Linked DNA regions of Mus musculus: region 2 is linked to region 1. The links are chromatin contacts, called in public promoter capture Hi-C maps. All regions are on one chromosome and are shown on one strand. Each heading gives the region's core, a stretch centred on a gene start, on an enhancer-like site or on the middle of the called end of the contact. The rest is flanking DNA. Distances are from core to core; before and after follow the strand shown.

What was found. Promoter capture Hi-C pulls out the DNA fragments that hold promoters and counts their contacts.
Region 2: a contact with region 1 is called in a promoter capture Hi-C map of the C10 cell line. The contact joins the promoter of Tppp here to the promoter of Tert in region 1. A contact is called at or near these places in 2 of 39 promoter capture datasets (the C10 cell line and pre-B cells).

The regions. Positions count from the first base shown.
Region 1 is chr13:73,625,494-73,628,385 of GRCm38.p6, reverse strand. It overlaps Tert (telomerase reverse transcriptase), which reads right to left and starts at 1,475. Exons shown (of 16, transcript NM_009354.2): 1 at 1,138-1,475; 2 at 1-1,035. The coding sequence starts at 1,356. RefSeq lists enhancers at 1,536-1,556, 1,697-1,716 and a promoter at 1,386-2,892.
Region 2 is chr13:74,007,911-74,010,802 of GRCm38.p6, reverse strand. It overlaps Tppp (tubulin polymerization promoting protein), which reads right to left and starts at 1,384. Exons shown (of 4, transcript NM_182839.2): 1 at 1,294-1,384. Gm15912 (predicted gene 15912) reads left to right here and starts at 1,449. Exons shown (of 3, transcript NR_168519.1): 1 at 1,449-1,727; 2 at 1,809-1,984; 3 at 2,339-2,674.

The sequences.
Region 1 (2,892 bases), core at 226-2,725:
GCAATGTGACCTGAGGAGTCTGACATATTGGCACTCTGCATGGTTCACCAGCAGCTGTTGGAACAGGGGCCGCATCTGCCAGTATCGACGCGATAGACGGTGTGTCCTGCAGAGTGGTCCTGATGTCCTAGGCCTTGAGCCCAGAAAGATGATCTCCACCAGTCTCCTGGCCCCAGTCAAGTTAGGCTGGAGGTTGCTGAGTAGGAATGAGGGGTTTAGACGCTCTTGGCCATCTCCCCTGGAGTAAAGGAAATGTCTGGTCTCAATAAATGGCCTGAGCTGAAAGGCATTTTGGCGGGGTGGTGACAGCAGAGATGTGGAGCTGGGCTTGTGTTTACAGCACACCGACCCAGAGAGACTCAGGTCAGACACCTTTCCTTTAGAAGACAAATCTTTCTCTGCAGTAGGCACCTCGGGGGACCGAGCAGGACTTGGCACCCATGATTTGCCTGATGGGGTTGGTAGCACCTGCCTGTGGGGTCCCTCCTCCACTCTCGGGACAGGATAGCATCTGGCCTTCTTAGCTGAAGGCACACTTGTACTGGTGAGACTCAGATGCCTCTTTGTACCTCGAGATGGCAAGGCCAGGGGTTTCGGTGCTTCCTGGCGACTACTGCTCTTGATCTGTTGTAAGAACCTAAGGTTAGTGAAATTCCTGCCCACGGGTCGGGTGGGCCTGTAACTAGCGGACACAGAGGGCCAGATATCCGTGGTGGCACAAATTTGGTACAGGGGAGACCCACACACCTGGTAGGCACAGCTGGGGGGCACCAGAAGATAAAGAGCACAGTGTGCCAGCAGGTAGACCAGCAGGTCGTCGCCCACTCGGCTCAACAGTAGCATCCATGCACCACTGACACGCAGGGTCTCAATAACAGTGTTGGGCAAGTAGCTACGCACGCTACTAGTGAAGGCCATGGGAGGCCCGCCTCTGGCCTCGTTAAGCAGCTCAAAGCCAAAAGCCAGCACGTTTCTCTCGTTGCGCTCGCAGAGTCTCTGCACAACCCTGGCCACCAGCTCTTTCAGGGATGACACCTGGTAAGGAGAAGAGGGTCTTGACACATGAGCTAGACGCACTATCCCACGTCCTCCCGGCTTTCCGCCCCTGACCCATGGGGATCCCGCCTGGAGGCCCACCTGGTGGAAGGAAAGGTCGGCAGGTGGAGGCTGTGAGCCCCAGTGCATGCACACTAGGCATTGGGCAACCAAAGTGCGGTAGATCTTCGGGTCCCCGGGTTGCACAAGCCGCCTGCCCTCGGGCCCCAGGCGCCGCACAAAGGTTGCCAGCGGCCACACCTCCCGGTATCGGCTGCGCAGCAGAGAGCGCACCGCGGGGCAACGAGGAGCGCGGGTCATTGTGCTCAAGGCCGGGATGGGCCTCCCACGTGCGGGAACCAAGATGCAAGGGTGTGCTTAGAAAACAGCCAGGACCCAGGCCACTGAGAGTCCACGACGAAAAAGATGAGGCTGGGAACGGAGGAAGGGGCGGGATTCAGGCGGACCAAGCGTTGTAGCGGAAGGGGCGGGGTCGCAGCAATAGTACTTTTCCGTTGATGGTCACAATGCTGGTGCATGAGGACCAGGTGTGTTCCCCGGCCAAGTTCAGTGGTTGCTGGATGTGTTGGAGTAACGAAAGGGGGCGCACTCATGCAGGATTTCCCTCTACAGAATGCTTCTCGGGCTTCCTTTTCGCCCTGAGCTGGGAATCCCCAGGTGGTCTAGACTGGGGCGAGGTTTGGGCAAGCAAAGAAGCCTATCCTTGATGTATTGAAGGTTAGGTAGGCGGAGGGACCTAAGGTTTTGCCTGTTCCTGAGCTGACTGCTCCAGCCTGCTGTGGTTGACACAGACAGTGAGGTGGGTGGTGGCAATCTCAGTTCTTAATGATTACAGCTGAAATTCTACTATATAGGTTAAGGCTTTATTGTGGTGCGACCATACACTCAGATCCCAAATATGTTCCGTAAACACCCACCACCAAAGGAAGGGGACTAGGTAAAAGCCCTGCGTTAGCTTTTTTCACTGTTCCAGTGGCCTTCACCTCAGAGTCCAGAGCATCATCTCAACTCACGCACCCATAGCAAGGCCAGGGCCATTGGGTGAGGGCGCTTGCCTGTGCACACAGCCAAAGCGGCGACCTCGACCTTAGGATGGCAGCTCTGCTAGGTTGGCAACTGTGATAGTACTTGCACGTGTGAGGCGGGGGTAGGATAGGGGTGGGGGTTGTTGTTGGGGCATATGTAATGACACGACTCTGAGCCATAGTTAGAGAGGGGCTGCTGAATTTTGAATCTCTGGGAAATAGGGAATCTGTGATCTCTACTGTAGCTGAGTTTGGCAAACACTGAAATGCTAACAAATATAACCTTTGGTGCCTTCAGCTTTCTGAGGAAATTGCTTCTATCCACCGACCTAGCATTTGAACAGGCGCGTTTTCATATTTACTCCCTTATAGGAGGTCTGCCGCCTTGTAAATGCTCAGGATTACAGGAGCTATTTTAGAAGTCCGTTTAGTGGACATCAGTCTTTTTGAGGGGTTTGTTTGAGATTTGCTTAGTTCTGCTACTTAGGAGATATGGGCCTGAACTGAGAAATTTATGCCAACAATGAAGCTACCTTAGTGTAGTTCCCCAAAGAAACCAGCATAGAAAACAGTCTCAAAAATAAGAATATCGCGGGGCATGGTGGTGCACACTTGTAAGCTACCTTAGTGTAGTTCCCCAAAGAAACCAGCATAGAAAACAGTCTCAAAAATAAGAATATCGCGGGGCATGGTGGTGCACACTTGTAAGCTACTCTTGGGAAGTAGAGGCAGGATGAGAAGGCATTCAAAACCAGGCCAGCTACATGCTGAAATTTAGGTCCACTTGGGCAAAATGAGACCCTGCCTCAAA
Region 2 (2,892 bases), core at 135-2,634, 380 kb before region 1:
AGCTCAGCAGAGCTGTCTGCAGGGCCCCATTCTGCAGACTTCTCCCAAGCCTCCACCCCTCATGTCTGGTTTCAGTGTTCTTAAACGGAATTTTCTAATGCTTATAAAAATTTCCAAAACCTTAGATGATAGTTAAAATAGCCATGTACCACAACCTCAAGAAATGGAGAAGGCGGACCCAAGGAGCACCAAGAGGAAAACGTGCAGCTGCGCAGGTCGCCCTCACTTCACCATCGGTTAAGACAGGGATTCTCAAAGCTGTCTATTCAAATACGCCACTTGAATAGGGCACCTTTTCTAATGGCGAGTCCCGGTGGTAATCAGGAGCTTTTCTGAATAGAGGAGTCCTTTAGAGACGCTCAGATTGTGCCCCTCCCCCTCGCCAGTCCTTCAGGGTCACGTGACGGGAGAGGGGCTGGCACGCGAGCAGAAACAGCAGCCGGCCGCCAGAGAATCCAGCTAAAGACAAGCAGGGTTTCGCGCCCCCCACCCAACTCTCCCCCGCTCCCCCAAACACACACAACATTGCTCCAGTCGTGGAGAGCTCGCGCCGCCTAAGAAAGCCACCTACACGGCCAAGGGAGCCCAGATACGCAAGTGGGCTCTGGGCCGAACGCCTCCATTCGCCCCAGGACACGCACAGGACCAATCACCAGGACACAGCCTGTCCAAAGCTGCGCCACAAAGGGTACTACTCGTCTTCCTCACCTAGTTCAAGGCCTCGTTTACATAACCGAAACCGCCGAGCAAGGGTCGAGTCCTCCCTCTCCTTCGCGCAAACGTGGGCATTCAACATGCGACCCTGACAAAACCCTCGCCATCTCGAATGAGAGATGCAGGCTCGAAAGGAGGGTGACATAGAGAACTGGCGCTGTCACCTGCAGGACGCAACGCGCGCTCAGGATTCTGGACCCATGAACCCCCGGCAGCTCCAGCTCCGGTATGCACAGCTCCGGGCGGTGGCTTCTCTTTACCCCGTTTTCCACCAGGTTCCACGAGCAGCGACCCGGGTCGCTGGCACGAGGCCTGGCACCTTGGTCTGGTGGGGAGCCGTGGGGTGTTTTCTGTCCACCGTATCAAGTGCCGACGCAATGCGCCTGGCTCAGTGTAAACGCATACCCATTCTTGACACCACTGCTCTGAGATCTCAAAGGAACTAGTTGCTTCAGCAACTAGACCTGATCTAGCCACTGCAGAGAGTGACAGGTGGCCAGCCTCACGGACCGGAGGGGTCCCGAGCCTTGGCCCCAGAACCGCGCCTCGGACCACGGACAGCGCCCAGCGCAAGCTTACCTCCAAAACGCGTCCACTGCTGCGCCTCAGCGACTAGACGCGCGCCCAGGGGCGCCGAGCTCTCAGAGCTGTCCGCCGGGCCCCGCCCTCCGGCACCGCCCACATGCCCCTCCTCCTCCCGCTCCGCCTAGGCGCGCACTAAGGCCCCTCCCAGCAGGAGCGCAGCGCACTGACACCCGAGGCAGCCACTGCCTTACAAGGCTGCCACAGGCACAGCCAGCCTATGGACGCCGCTCGACCCAGGGTGCGGTCGCTGTGGAGCTGTGGAGCGTGGGAACCGGGCTGAGGTTGGGGAAGAGCGACTAGGGCACACCTGGCCCTGGGGCCCCGGGCGTGCGGCCAGTCGCAAGTAGGGAAGCTGAGGCTGGTGGCGCAGTCGCAGACTACACTGCGCACAACCCGTTGCTGATCCCTACCTGCCTGGAGAGCTTGATGTGCGTGGTGAGATGCTGGCCACTCGGGTTACCTGCACGAAAAGGATCCTTAGAGTCTCTGCTGATTTTCCTTCCTTCTAGGGACGCTTGCCACGGGATCTCCACCCCGCTGACTCTGTGGTGAGGTCAGGGTCGCACTGGTGGCTCTGAAGAAGATTATGGGGTTAGCAAGGAGGCAATGGGGCTGGAAGATTTGGTTCAATAGACTCTTCAGTCCTCCAGGTTCTGTCTCAGACTCTAACCAAGTCACCCACTGAGTAAGTGTGTGTGTGTGTGTGTGTGTGTGTGTGTGTGTGTGTGTGAGTGAGTGTGTGTTGGGGAATTTTCTGAGTGTCTGACAAATTAACTCATGCTTGAGGAAACCTTGTTTTGAAACTTCAGAAATGGGGCCCACCTGAGCACTTGGAGCAAATTACCCCTCCCCATGGTAGTCTCTGACCCTCAGATCCCCCGGACTCTCTGCTTTCTTCGGCTACTCAAAAATGACTAAAAAGTTACTTCTAATTCTTGCTCTCCCGAGAATTCCCACTCACCATGGAAGCCATGTGAGTTCAGGACTGTGGGACTATAAGGAATGGAGAACCAGACCCAGACTCTCTCCTTTTTTATAGGGTCTTGGCTTGGCCACTTGCCTTATGTCCCACAAAGCCCCAAGTCCTGCTGTGATGGTTTGTATATGCTTGGCCCAAGAAGTGGCACTATTTGGAGGTGTGGCCTTGTTGGAGTAGGTGTGACCTGGTTGGAGTAGGTGTGTCACTGTGGGCATGGACTTAAGACCCTCACCCTAGCTGCCTGGAAGTGAGTAGCAGCCTTCAGATGAAGATGTAGAACTCTCAGCTCCTCTTGCACCATGCCTGCCTGGATGCTGCCATGCTCCCACCTTGATGATAATGGACTGAACCTCAGAACCTGTAAACCAACCCCAATTAAATGTGTCCTTTATAAGATTTGCCTTGGTCATGGTGTCTGTTCACAGCAGTAAAACCCTAACTAAGAAACCTCCCATTCTCTGAAAATCAACAATGTAAATGAAGTTCTGAAAGCTGAAATACATGTTTATGTTTCTATTAGCATGTTTCGAAATGGTGACTTTATCGTTAAATTTTATTTTTATTTATTGTGTGTGCATATGCCTGTTTGAAAGTATGTGCGCCATTTGCATGCT